3 separate regions of the Gossypium hirsutum genome follow, and all the other regions are linked to region 3. Evidence: chromatin contacts called from public Hi-C data. All regions are on one chromosome and are shown on one strand. Each heading gives the region's core, a stretch centred on a gene start, on an enhancer-like site or on the middle of the called end of the contact. The rest is flanking DNA. Distances are from core to core; before and after follow the strand shown. Region 1 holds the start of LOC107913097 (probable protein phosphatase 2C 80). Region 2 holds the start of LOC121203056. Region 3 holds the start of LOC107913063 (F-box protein At5g49610).

Region 1 (4,061 bases), core at 699-3,198, 200 kb before region 3:
GGCACAAATGAAGTGAGCATCCTCTCCTCCTGTTTCTTCCTTAGCGGGATGCGGGAGATAACAAGACCCTGAAACTAGTCTAAAGCTTTTCTTGTTTGGAATAGTTCTGAAAATCAACAACAAAGAACCAAACAGTGGAAAATAAGTACATATGAAGATATCGTCTTAAAATGCTTGAGAATAGCCAATGTCAGAAAAGTATAAAGATTATTGTATTTGTAGGTTACTACTTAAATATAATTTGTAAAATTAAGAAAAGAAGTTAAAAGAAGGGACAAATGGTAACATATAAAATAAATAGAAGATAAGAGGACATACTGTACAGGTAAACCTGCAGCCCGTTCATCCTTAGAACTCCCATCAAATGACACATCATGAGCTGCCCTTGAAGAGGTACAAAACAAAGATGAAGTGTGGATACTTTTCATCCTTGGACCAAAAGGAAGATTATATCCGGTATTTCTCTGCACTGCATCACAAAAATTGTACCTACAAACAAGACGATTGTTGCGTTGTTCTTGCTTTCTCAAAATCAGGCTAGCTTTTTGGCAACTGCTTTGACTTCGATCAGCAAAATAAACCCCACTAGGTTTCAAGAAGTCCAAGCCATTCCCACAACTTGCTATCAACTCATCCATATAAACATCTCCGAAAACAGCCTTGGAACCAGACACAGCCATTGTTTTTGCCCTAAGACAAAACGGGTTTCGAATACACCTATTATCAGATAGAGATTTACCAGAGTAAGAGAAAGACTGAATCAACCCTGAATTCACAGACAAAAATTTGAGCTGTCTAAGCAATGAACTTGGTGAGTCGGACAATAGAACTTGTTTTCCTGTAAGAGATCTTTGAAAACCAGTATATACAACAGGTTTTAGCTTAGAAAATACAATTGCTGGCATCTTTAACCCTTATATCAAGTTCCCTTAATTCAACCACTGTTTGAGAGAATACCAGACCTTGTATTGCAAACAAAAGGCTATACGTTTACACGCGTGTAACCACCTACCAGCAATTTCCTCTAAGGAAGCATATTTCTCTCAATACCTGAAATAGCATACAAAATAGAGGTATATTATATTATATATTATATTATATGTATTATGTACATTAAGGTTTGGGCTTTAGGAGCGTAGCTAAGATGCATAAAATTAAAACGCTCACAAAATTCAACAATAAAAAGGAAAGAACGGGAAGAGTTGAAATCACTTAAAACTACTCACATGGCTCAAGAATTATTCAAATTGCATTTAGATAAAATAAAAAAAAAAACCAAACAATATATTAACTGGATTTTAACAAAAATAATAATATTACTCATGAAAAATGGTTTTCAATATATTGTTTTTTATTATTTTCTTAGCAACTTTTGAGCTTCAGAAGAAAAGAGTAACCAAAACATAGCTTAAGTGAACAAATCCCTTTTTAAAGTTAAATATTTCTGGCCTACAATAAAAAGAAAACATATGAATTCTGCATACTTCAATGACAAAAACACATGGGTAATTTAAATTTTTAATCATCAAAAAAGAAGAAAAAAAACGTAGGTAATTTAAAGAATCTAAATGCTGAGAAATTTAATTCACAAAAACTAGAACTCTCAACAACTACCTACAAACTACTGGAGACAATAGCCAAATAAAATGCAGAATTTGATAATGAAAAAAAAAAGAACCTGTTGAAGCGGCTTAATCTGGTATTATTCGACACCTGAATGTTAGAGACAAAAAGGAAAGAAAGCAAAGAGAAAGAAAGAAGAAAGAAGCTCAGAAGAAAGACATAAACGAGAATCGACGATCTCCGGAGCTTCTTCTCTCCCTCTCCCTCTCTCCCTCTCCCTTCGGCTCTGCGGATGCTGCGGATGTTTCACTTTTTCAGGGCAAGCGCTGAATTGAGGATAAACACGTGATATATTCTTGGACACCAACCCAACCCAACCCAACCCAACCCAACCCTCTATTCTTAGGACTTAGATGTATTTATTTCAAGTCCTTCCACCTAGATTTAATAGAAAAAAAATAGATTTAATAGAAAATATTAAATACCATAATTAAATTATGGTGCATAAGTTATAAGAAATGATTAATTTTAGGGTAAACTATACCCATGGTCACTTTTGTTTACCTTAGGTTACATTTCAGTCACTTATGTTTGAAATGTTACGTTTTAGTCACTTACGTTATTGTGTTGTAACATTTTAGTCACTGAGCCGTTAATTGTGGTTAATGGTGTAATGGTAAGCTGACGTGGCACGTTAAATTATCATTTCAAACAAAAACTTTAGGTTAAATTATACAATTGGTCCCCATAATTTTTCATTTTGAGCAATTTAATTCTTTATTTTCTTTATTTTCTTTATTTTCCATTCTCTTCTACTTCTCCCTCTGTTTTCCTACCTTCTTTATTTCTTTTAACATACCAGGATGTCGAATTGGTAGTGAAGAAAGAAGCATGGTATGAGTTTATGGGTTTTGGTTATAGGGTTTTGGTTATAGGCAAATGATGATAGTCGACTTCCTACTTCTTTTTTCACTGCCAATTCGACTTCCTAATTAGTTAAAAGAAATGGGAAAGATATGAAAACAGAGGGAGAAACAAAAGAGAATGGAAAAAAAGAAAAAAGTTTAAAGAACATAAAATAAAAAAAATTAAATTACTTAAAACGAAAAAATATGGGGATCAATTGTATAATTTAACCTAAAATTTTGTTTGAAATGATGATTTAACTTGCCACGTCAGCTTACCGTTACACCATTAACGACGATTAATGGCTCAGTGACTAAAATGTTACAACATGATAACGTAAATGACTAAAACGTAACATTTCAAACATAAGTGACTAAAACGTAACCTAAGGTAAACAAAAGTGACCATAGATATAGTTTACCCTAAATTGTATTAGTTTCTAACCTACTTATAATGTACTGGTTTAATTTTGTATTATAATTAACTTTTAACTATCTATTAGTAAATCTTTAATATTTTGTATTATAATTACTTCAACTTATATTTATATTTTGATGGTATTTTATTTATTATAGAAAAAGTTGAAACCCACAACAAGAGTGTAAGATATGAGGTGACGGTCTGTGGGAGGTTGGTGACTGATTATTTTTAAAATATAGATTAAGCAGATGCGGGGGGTGGATGGGTGAGTGCAATAGACAAATGGAGGGTTAGCGAAGCGGGGAGTTGAAGAGCGACGAGGTCCGTTCTTTTTCTAGGTTTGGGGTACAGAAAGGTTGTGGTGGTGGAGACGCCTCATCCAAAAGTTTTGTCTCTACCTGGATATAAGTTTTAGCTATTGGATATCAAAATTTCTTTCTTAAAAAAATCAATTAAATAATACTAATAAAAAAGGCTACGATCAATCAATTAATCAGTTGAGTAATGCTCAAAGCTTCCTTCTTTGTTTTTTTTCTTTGCGTAATGCTAAAGGCTATAAGACATGGTAAAAAAAATGCTCCAAAATCAATGGAGCCCATAAATGGATTATTTGGCCCAAATAGGAAAGAAAAGGGAAAACACCCAGATAAACATCTTATTCGTTGGGTATATGGTCTTTAAGCCCAATAAACCATTACGGTTTACAAAAGTCGAACAATCCTTGGAATTACATTACTTGAGTTCAACAAATAACCAAACAAATCCATTATTTTCACATAACTTGGGCAATAGTCTAAATACTAGCAAACATAAAATAAAAAGGCATAAATGGTACGAAAGGGAAAACCCAGCACAAATTTACAGATCAACAGAGTGGAAGATCAAGAGGTGGAGGTGGCAAATTCTGCATTTTGCCTTTCCCATTCTTCACTAGAAAAGCCATTGACAGTCCCCATGTTGTGTGCACTTCCAGATGGCAATGCATGAACCACATTCCTGAATTATTCATTACAGATAATAAGTAATCAAGGTGACAAAATAAAAACAAAACTGAATGAAAACTTTTATGGTTTTTAGCTATGAAATTCACCTGGATTATCAGCTCTGAATCGAATGACTGCCCATCTGCCTACTGGCACACCCACTGTGTTCCTATAGGGAGGATCGTACAA
Region 2 (3,916 bases), core at 1,215-3,714, 130 kb before region 3:
TACAATATTAAAATGAAAAAAATTAGATTAAAATTATTTATCACGGTATTGTTATCAATCTTGAGTTGGTGTTGAGTTAACTTGTGATGCTAATTTAATCAAATACATTAATATATATATACAATTGATGAATGTAATAAAATGTGTATAATAAAAATTGAAATGTATAAAAATATCAAACTAAAACTTTAATTGAGTGTTAAATTGAAAGTTTTACAAATGTAATTTGGTTTGGACTCAAATCTTATCATATACAAATTATTATTTATTTATTTAAATAAAAAAATTAAATTATCCTCAAATAATATAACTTATTTTAATTAAAAAATATTTGTATAATTAACTATAGTGACTCAGTAAAACACTTGATAAGTTACTGGCCATTTGCTTTACAAGATGCTTAATGCTAAAAGGTTCGTATTCCCTATTAGATTTTTCTGCATTCTTTTTTCACTTTTGTGTAAAATTTATTATTTAAATATTCCAAAAGAGATAACTTTACATGCTGGCCTATTGATCGATCCACTCGTTTAAGCTTATATATATATGGGAAAAAGTAGTATTTGCATAATATTTTTTAAATGAAAAGGTTTAATTGATAATAGCTACCTAAGCTATTAGATTTATTTGAGTTAAGTACCTAAATTATTTTTTATGATACTAAACTTTAATTCCGTTACAGAAATTGATACCTGCTGTTACTGCCCTCAGTAAAAGAAAAATGTTAACCAATCAAATTTCACTAAGTCATCGTCTTATTAAAATATAATTAAATAAAATAAAAATAAATGACCTTTCCCTTCCCCGTCCACCGCCCCCTCTTTCTCCCCCTCCACTCACCGTCCCTCTCTCTCCATCTTCAAATTCCAGTTTGACTTTTCAGCAATGCGGGCCGCAAAACCAGATGGAAGTTGCAGCCCTTCTTTCTTTCCAATGAACTCCAACACCTTAACAATCTGGTAAAGGAATTTTGCAGAAATGAAATCAATTCACCGTAACAATCTTGTTGCATTGCTCTAAGGCTGTCGATGCTTGGCAGTGTGTTGGTATTAGTACAAATTTCCAATCGGTGCATGAACTTCTTGTGTATTATATTTCAAATGCTGGTCTTGCACAGCAGAATGGGGTTTTGCTTATAGCTTGGAGTTTTTGGTTCCATTGAAACCTTCTTTGCTGGAAATCTGTTGACGAGTCTCCTAATCGAATTGTGTCTTTTTGTGATGGTTATTTGCAGGATTGGAACGATGCTCGGGAAAGTTTCAAACAGCTGCAGGTACTACAAATGGCTGGGAAAGACCACCGGAAGGTTGGATGAAATCCAATGTGGATGGGGCTTTGGGATTCTTGTTCGTGACCCCTCTGGCCATTTTGTCAAAGGCTTGTCTGGATCGTTGGGGGTCGGGATGGAAGCGAAACTTATTAAAATCATGTCGATAAGAGAGGCTTTGTCTTGGCTGCATGAACCGATTGCCAGGAGGCTGTCCATGCTATTACTAAACTGAAGCAAGACATCTCCTAGTTTGGCACCATTGTTCACGACTATTTACGTTAGAAATCTCAATTTCAACTAATATCCTTCCGTGCTAATAGAGCAGCTCATAATCATCAGCATTTCGTTCTAGTTGGAATGATTTTCCTTCTTTTCTTTATGCTATTTTGGTTTTGGATTTTGCTACTAATAATTTCAACGTCTCTAGCATTAGTCTGTTGGGTTGGGATAGATTTCTCCCTTAATTGCTTCTTAGAACATTATTGTTGTTTTATTTTTTTATTTGATTTCGTTAATGAAAAATAAAAGTTTTATTGATTTAAAAATTAATATTTGTACTAAAAAAAGCTAATTAGAAAACTCCAATGTTATTTTTTTTTTACCTTCCGTAACTCAAATTCTTACAAATAATTTTGTAAATTTTGAAATTTCAAATTTAACTAAACTTTAATTTATGATATTTTTAAAATTTAATGCTATAAATATATTATTATATGCATAATACCATTTTAATTAATGAATTTAATGGGTACGGTTTAAGTCAAGACTGAAATTTCAAAATTTGAAAAGTATAAAGATTAAAAATAATTAAATTGAAAACTAGAGACTAAATTCGCAATTTTAGCATAGTAAGTAACTAATAGCAGGATCTAACCTAGCTGTTACCGATTGGATTAGGATTGAAATATCAATATTCAAGAAAGAAAAAGATTAAGACTAACTAAATTAGAGTATAAGGATTAGATCTACAACTTTCTCATAGTATAAGGACTAGTAGCAGAATTTGACCTTAAAAAGAAATGCGATCTCAAAGTGAGAGACGGCGCCGTGTGGAGTCGGTGGGTTACATGAGAAATGAAATTGACAAGAACACTGGCAAAACCGTCAAATCTATCATCAGATTCACATCAACGGTCAATATCGTCCACAAATTAATCAAGCGTGGTGGCCCGCATATAATGACATTTACATACAATTACTAATTCAGTCCTTTTCCCTCAAAACGGCAAATGGATCAAAATTAAAACGGCGAATCAAAGATCAGTTCCCTTTGTCGGTTTCCTTCCAAATCCAAGTCCACACCATTTCTACTAAACAAAGAACGCAAGAAGAAAAAAGGAAATGAAGAATGACGATACTCTGCCGACGACAACCGCAACGACAACAACGGCGTTAGCGAATGTGAAGAAGGAAAGCTCAGATTCGAGTTTATTTGGTAAAGGTCGTTACAAGTTTTGGGCTTTAGCGGCGATTTTGTTATTGGCATTCTGGTCGATGTTCACCGGAACCGTTACTCTCCGGTGGTCAGCCGGTAACCTCAACCGTTTTTCAGATGATTTTGATAGCCATATTCACGACGATCTAGACGTTCTCGTATGTTCCCCACAAATTTTCTCCTTTTCTTCTTTTTTCTTTTTCTAATTCTGCTTTTGCCTAAAGTTCTGTTCTCACTTCTCGCTACTCAATTCTTTTCTTTTTCTTGTTTCATTTTCGGTTAGGAAATGGAGGAGAGAGAGAAGGTGGTGAAGCACATGTGGGATGTGTACACTAACAGCCGTCGGATTAGATTACCGAGGTTTTGGCAAGAGGCATTTGAGGCTGCCTACGAGGAGTTGACCAGCGATGTGCCTGGGGTTAGAGAGGATGCAGTTAGTGAGATTGCTAAGATGTCCATACGCTCCGTGGATCTTGATCCTCTTCCAGTCCAACCAACGGTGAGGATTTAGGTTTCTTCTCATTGTTAATTATGCATATCTTCGTGTGATCTAGAATAATTCTTGCATTTCAGCATTCGATTAAACACATGCTTTGCTTAACGTGCGATTGTTCAGTAAACTTTTACATGTAGATGAACAAAAGCAACTAGCTTTTTCTTTAATTGCTTCTGGGGTTTTATACGTAGTTTACATTTCATTCAAGTATAATTTCTGCTCTTTGATCCTTTTATGAAACTTCATCTTCCTTTTGGGGAATTTGCATTAAGTGGGTGTGATCTAGAAGTTGGATACACATAGCACCCTAGCAGGAGCTATAAAATTTTGTTGCTAATCTTCTATAGTCATTTTTCATGGTATGCCATTCTAGCTAAGTTGCTCTTCTAGCTTTATCGATTCTTTTATGGATTAAGAAATATCAAGTTTTCTTTTTAGTAATTCACACTAGAGACTAGTCCTTGACGATTGCTAGCAACCTGTCTGCCTCTTTTGGTGGGAAATCAGTTCTTAGTTCTCCCAAAGCTAAAGATAATCTTAATCTGGATGATTTTTCCCTTCTAGAGTTTGAGGTCCAATTAAGTGGCATTTGTCAAGGTGGTGCAAGGACTTTGGTATATTTCAAAACATGCAAGGGGATGGAAACTTAAGGTTTGATGGTTCAAGTTTTTCTATTATGGAATTCTTTGGTACATATGGCCAAAATGAATAAGAG
Region 3 (3,958 bases), core at 1,320-3,819:
CATCTAATATCAACACCTTTCTTTGCGCACAATCAATCAAATTCTTTCCATTCTGTCTCGGGTTTCTTTTACCAATCACAAGCAGGCGTGCCGTCATTCATGTGTCTTGACCCTGTGGCTTATGGTGTTCCAGACCCATCTTTAAAGTTTCTGCCCGAACCTGTTGATATTAGGTCCTCTTGTAAAGGGCTGCTTTGTTGCCAGGGGCGTACTGGTTACAAGGCTTACTACGTCTGCAATCCTGTTACCAAGCAGTGGGAGAAACTTCCAAAACCAGATGCTGATCATGGGTCTGACCCTGCCGTGGTGCTCGTATTTGAGCCATCATTGCTGAACTTCACTGCTGATTATAAGTTGGTTTGTGCTTTTCCATCCGAACTTGATGGATATGAGTTTGAGATATATTCCTCTGAGAAAAGATCATGGATAATTTCTCGTGAGATTTGATTTTCTGAGAGGAAGCTCATGCCTATGTCAGGTATTCATGTGAATGGCACTGTTTATTGGCAGACGATGGGCTTTGGAATTACCGCATTCGATCTCATTTCAGAACGGTTTCAGCTCCTCGATAGTGCAGTTGGGACCTTAGGAATGAGGAATGGGAAGCTTTGTTCGGCATACGTACATGCTCAAAACTTGGTCGTGAATATGCTATCCAATACTCACTCCAATACCATGCAAATGAACAGCCATGCCAAGATGTGGGAAGAAATGCAACCCAAGATTCATGTTGATATTTCATTACCCGCATCATCTAATAATAATGCTTCGGGTAGGTATGGATATGGGCATGGAGGAGTAGTGTTTATTGGTGGGGATGTAGTGTTGCTTAGTAACGGGAACAAGTTTTATTCTTATGACATGAAGAAGAGGGCCTCTAAAGATTTGGGTGAACTTGATATTGATACCAAGGCAGGAATTGTTGGGTATGTGAATAGCCTTGTTGAGCTCTAAGACCAGGCGCTGCTGTTTGTATGGACCGGCCTTGACAAGAACACCCTACACAATCTCCCTCTTTTATTCTCATTATCAGGCAAAATATTTCGTTAGTCCATCCGACATTTGTAAATATGTTTTTATTGTGTCTTTTATTTTATTTTGTTATTAAATCTTTTTTGGTCCTTTTGTAGTAAGGATCTATGATACAAAGTTGGTTTAATAGTTAACTATTGGGATTTTTTTTCGTGTTTTAGAAAGGTAAAGTTTGTAATGTGAGAACTATGAGGTGTCATAGTTGTTCACTTATTTTCTAATAATGTGATTGGGAGTTCAATCTTTATTTGCGAGAATGAAAATATTATATGATTAATTATTCACTTCCTCGAGAATCACCAAAACGGTTTGTAATTTCATGATTACTTTTTTAGCAAAACTATAAAATATTGTGGATTTAGCACCTTTTTCCTTTTTCAATGATTATTTTTGTTCCAGGCAATGACATATCTTAGAACCGTTTTGCACATAATCTATAAAACAAATTTATTAAAATATAATGGTTCAAGAATATTGTGATTGTTTGTATATGTTTTTTAAATATTTTATTTTTATATTAATAAAATTAAAATATTGATATATTTCATATTTTAAAAATATAATTTAAATGAATCTAGATATATTTAGACTTATCTCAAGATTTATTATGAATTTTAAAAAAATAAAAAATAAAAAAATTTTAAAGTTTAACTTACTTAACATTTCTATAAGTTTATAATTTTGTAAAAGTTTTAATAAAATTAAGTTTGAAACGAAGGTGTCCACGTTTATTATGAAATAAAAATTTTAAATGTTTTTTTTAATTTTTATTTTGCTGACAGTGAAGATAAATAAACTTATGAGGAATTAATGAAGGCTTAAATGTGTGCATCAATGTCACTTTTTTTAAAATTCTCTCGCCTATATTATGATGTGCAAAAGAGTTATTGACAAATGAACCTCTAGAATACAACGAAGCTCAATCATTGTCTATTTTTTGCACTGATGGAAATAGTTCACTGAGCAAAGCATAGCAATGATATCATTTTCTATAAACGAATTTATGCAATAATTCTTTATAAAACAATCTAGAAATATAAAAGATTATGAGAGATTAAAAAAAAACTTTTGATGTGTTTTTCTGGTGTGTCATACAAATGAAAGTTCACATAACTATCTAGATGGATAGTCATATCTTTAGCAATGAATATAATTATTCAATAGATATCTAGTAGAATAATTACGAAAATTTGTTAATAATCAACTAATATAACTTTTGAATTTAAGAGACATAATTCATCACTATAAATATTAACGACTTTTAATTAATAACCAAGTGAAGTGACATAATTTTTAATTACTTATAACTTTTCATTTTTTTGATGAAAGTTCAAAGAGTTATATACCTTTTAACCTTCTCTTTTTAACCCACACACTAGTGTGCTATAACTTAATATATAAGTCTTGATAACAAAAATAAAAAATGAACTTAAAAATTTCATAGAAATAAATATTACAAAAAAGGTTAAAAATGATATTAGAACCTTTTAAAAAAAAAGTGGGCATCGAGGCAGCCAATCATATGTTTAACCTAAGAAATCTTATCGACCAAGTAAGTTATTGCGTTAGTCGTAAGCCCGAAAAGGAAGTTCAATGTTATAAACTTTCTCAAATTCTTTGAAGCATCTTTGAGGGATCAAATCTTTTTCATTTTCAGGGTTTTGCCTCGCTCGGACTCTCTGCTGCCTTCAGTACGCTTTGGGTTAGCTTTGTTTTCTTGATCTCTTTCTGTTTGTTTGATAAGAATATTAAGGATAAAATGAAAAACTTTTTGACAATAGGATTTCCGTGTAGTATCGAAAAACCAAGAATTGTAAAGTATTAAACTTGATGCTTCAGTGTCTTTTTCTGTTTGACATGTCTATTTCCGGGGACCGGTCAACTGTGTTGACTTGACTTAAGTCGTTTAGTGTTTTCTAAATTTATTTTTAAGGCTTTCGTGGGCTTTTTTCAACCCCCTTTTTCTTGGTTCTTTCTGTTTGCTTGCTCAGAAATAAAAATCCAACAAGAAAGAAAATGGGGCTAAGGAAAGAATTTTCTTCGACTGAATTTCCATGTAGTTTCTTGAAGGCGTAAATTTCGTGCCAAGCTTCGTACATGTTCAGTTTCCTTGTGTGGGTCCCAAGCAATTGCTTTTTTTACTTCGATTTTCTTTTTTTCTTTTCATTGTTTCTACTTTTAAGCATTCTTTTCTATTAAGCATTTCTCTCAACTCTTGACTAGCCTTTCCTTGAATCAAGAAAGGTTTGTTTCATAGGAGTGATTAGTTTGGCTTCATTTTGTTTCTATCTTATCAGCTGTTAATTGTAAATTCCTTGCTACTTCTTTCTTAATGTCTATTATCATATTTCAACTCTGTTTTTGTTCATATTCTTTGTTGTATGCTTTTCAATGTTAACCATGCCATTTTAAGGTTTGACTTTGGTTGCATTATTAATATTTGTGTGTGTACAGCAATCAAGGGTGTTAACAAGCTTACCAAGGCATTGTTTGTCATTTACCGACTAAATCAAACATATGCCTGCAGGTTTATGGCCGATTTCGAGGGCAATAATCGAGAAACATTGGAAGATGACTTCTGTCTACTTGAAGATTCAGATTTAGAGGGGGATGTTGATGAACGTTTTTATGAGGTATGCAATGTCTTTAGTTCATTTTTTTCTTTTTGTCACTCTTAATTCTAAGCGTGAGAACATGTCCATGTGGAGTTGCCCATATAGATTTTTGTGCTATTGTCTTCTTTAAGCTTTGTTTTGTAAGTTAGAAGGTCTAGAATAGTTTGAACTACGATCTGTTTGATCACTTTCTTGTTTTATCTCTTATGCAAATGACTTCTTAGTCTTTTCTGCATTTGTGAAACAAACAATAATGGAGATTGAAGTTATTTACTTCTCTGTCTTCAATCACCACATCACCTTTTTAAACT

What was found. A called contact is a pair of places that touch in the nucleus more often than the background predicts.
Region 1: a contact with region 3 is called in a Hi-C map of leaf, with 1.9 times the contacts expected there. The contact joins the promoter of LOC107913097 here to the promoter of LOC107913063 in region 3. A contact is called at or near these places in 2 of 34 Hi-C or Micro-C datasets (both in leaf).
Region 2: a contact with region 3 is called in a Hi-C map of leaf, with 2.0 times the contacts expected there. The contact joins the promoter of LOC121203056 here to the promoter of LOC107913063 in region 3. A contact is called at or near these places in 7 of 34 Hi-C or Micro-C datasets (callus, fibers, leaf and 1 more).

The regions. Positions count from the first base shown.
Region 1 is chrD11:22,719,962-22,724,022 of Gossypium_hirsutum_v2.1, reverse strand. LOC107913097 (probable protein phosphatase 2C 80) reads right to left here and starts at 1,948. Exons shown (of 6, transcript XM_016841547.2): 1 at 1,679-1,948; 2 at 1,013-1,050; 3 at 319-690; 4 at 1-106. The coding sequence starts at 680. It also overlaps the pseudogene LOC107911073.
Region 2 is chrD11:22,648,424-22,652,339 of Gossypium_hirsutum_v2.1, reverse strand. It overlaps LOC121203056, which reads left to right and starts at 2,464. Exons shown (of 3, transcript XM_041106501.1): 1 at 2,464-2,863; 2 at 2,989-3,204. The coding sequence starts at 2,612. LOC107905340 reads left to right here and starts at 772. Exons shown (of 2, transcript XM_016831989.2): 1 at 772-959; 2 at 1,235-1,815. The coding sequence starts at 886. The coding sequence ends at 1,502.
Region 3 is chrD11:22,519,642-22,523,599 of Gossypium_hirsutum_v2.1, reverse strand. It overlaps LOC107913063 (F-box protein At5g49610), which reads left to right and starts at 2,569. Exons shown (of 4, transcript XM_016841508.2): 1 at 2,569-2,584; 2 at 2,690-2,734; 3 at 3,560-3,665. The coding sequence starts at 3,564. It also overlaps the pseudogene LOC107913061.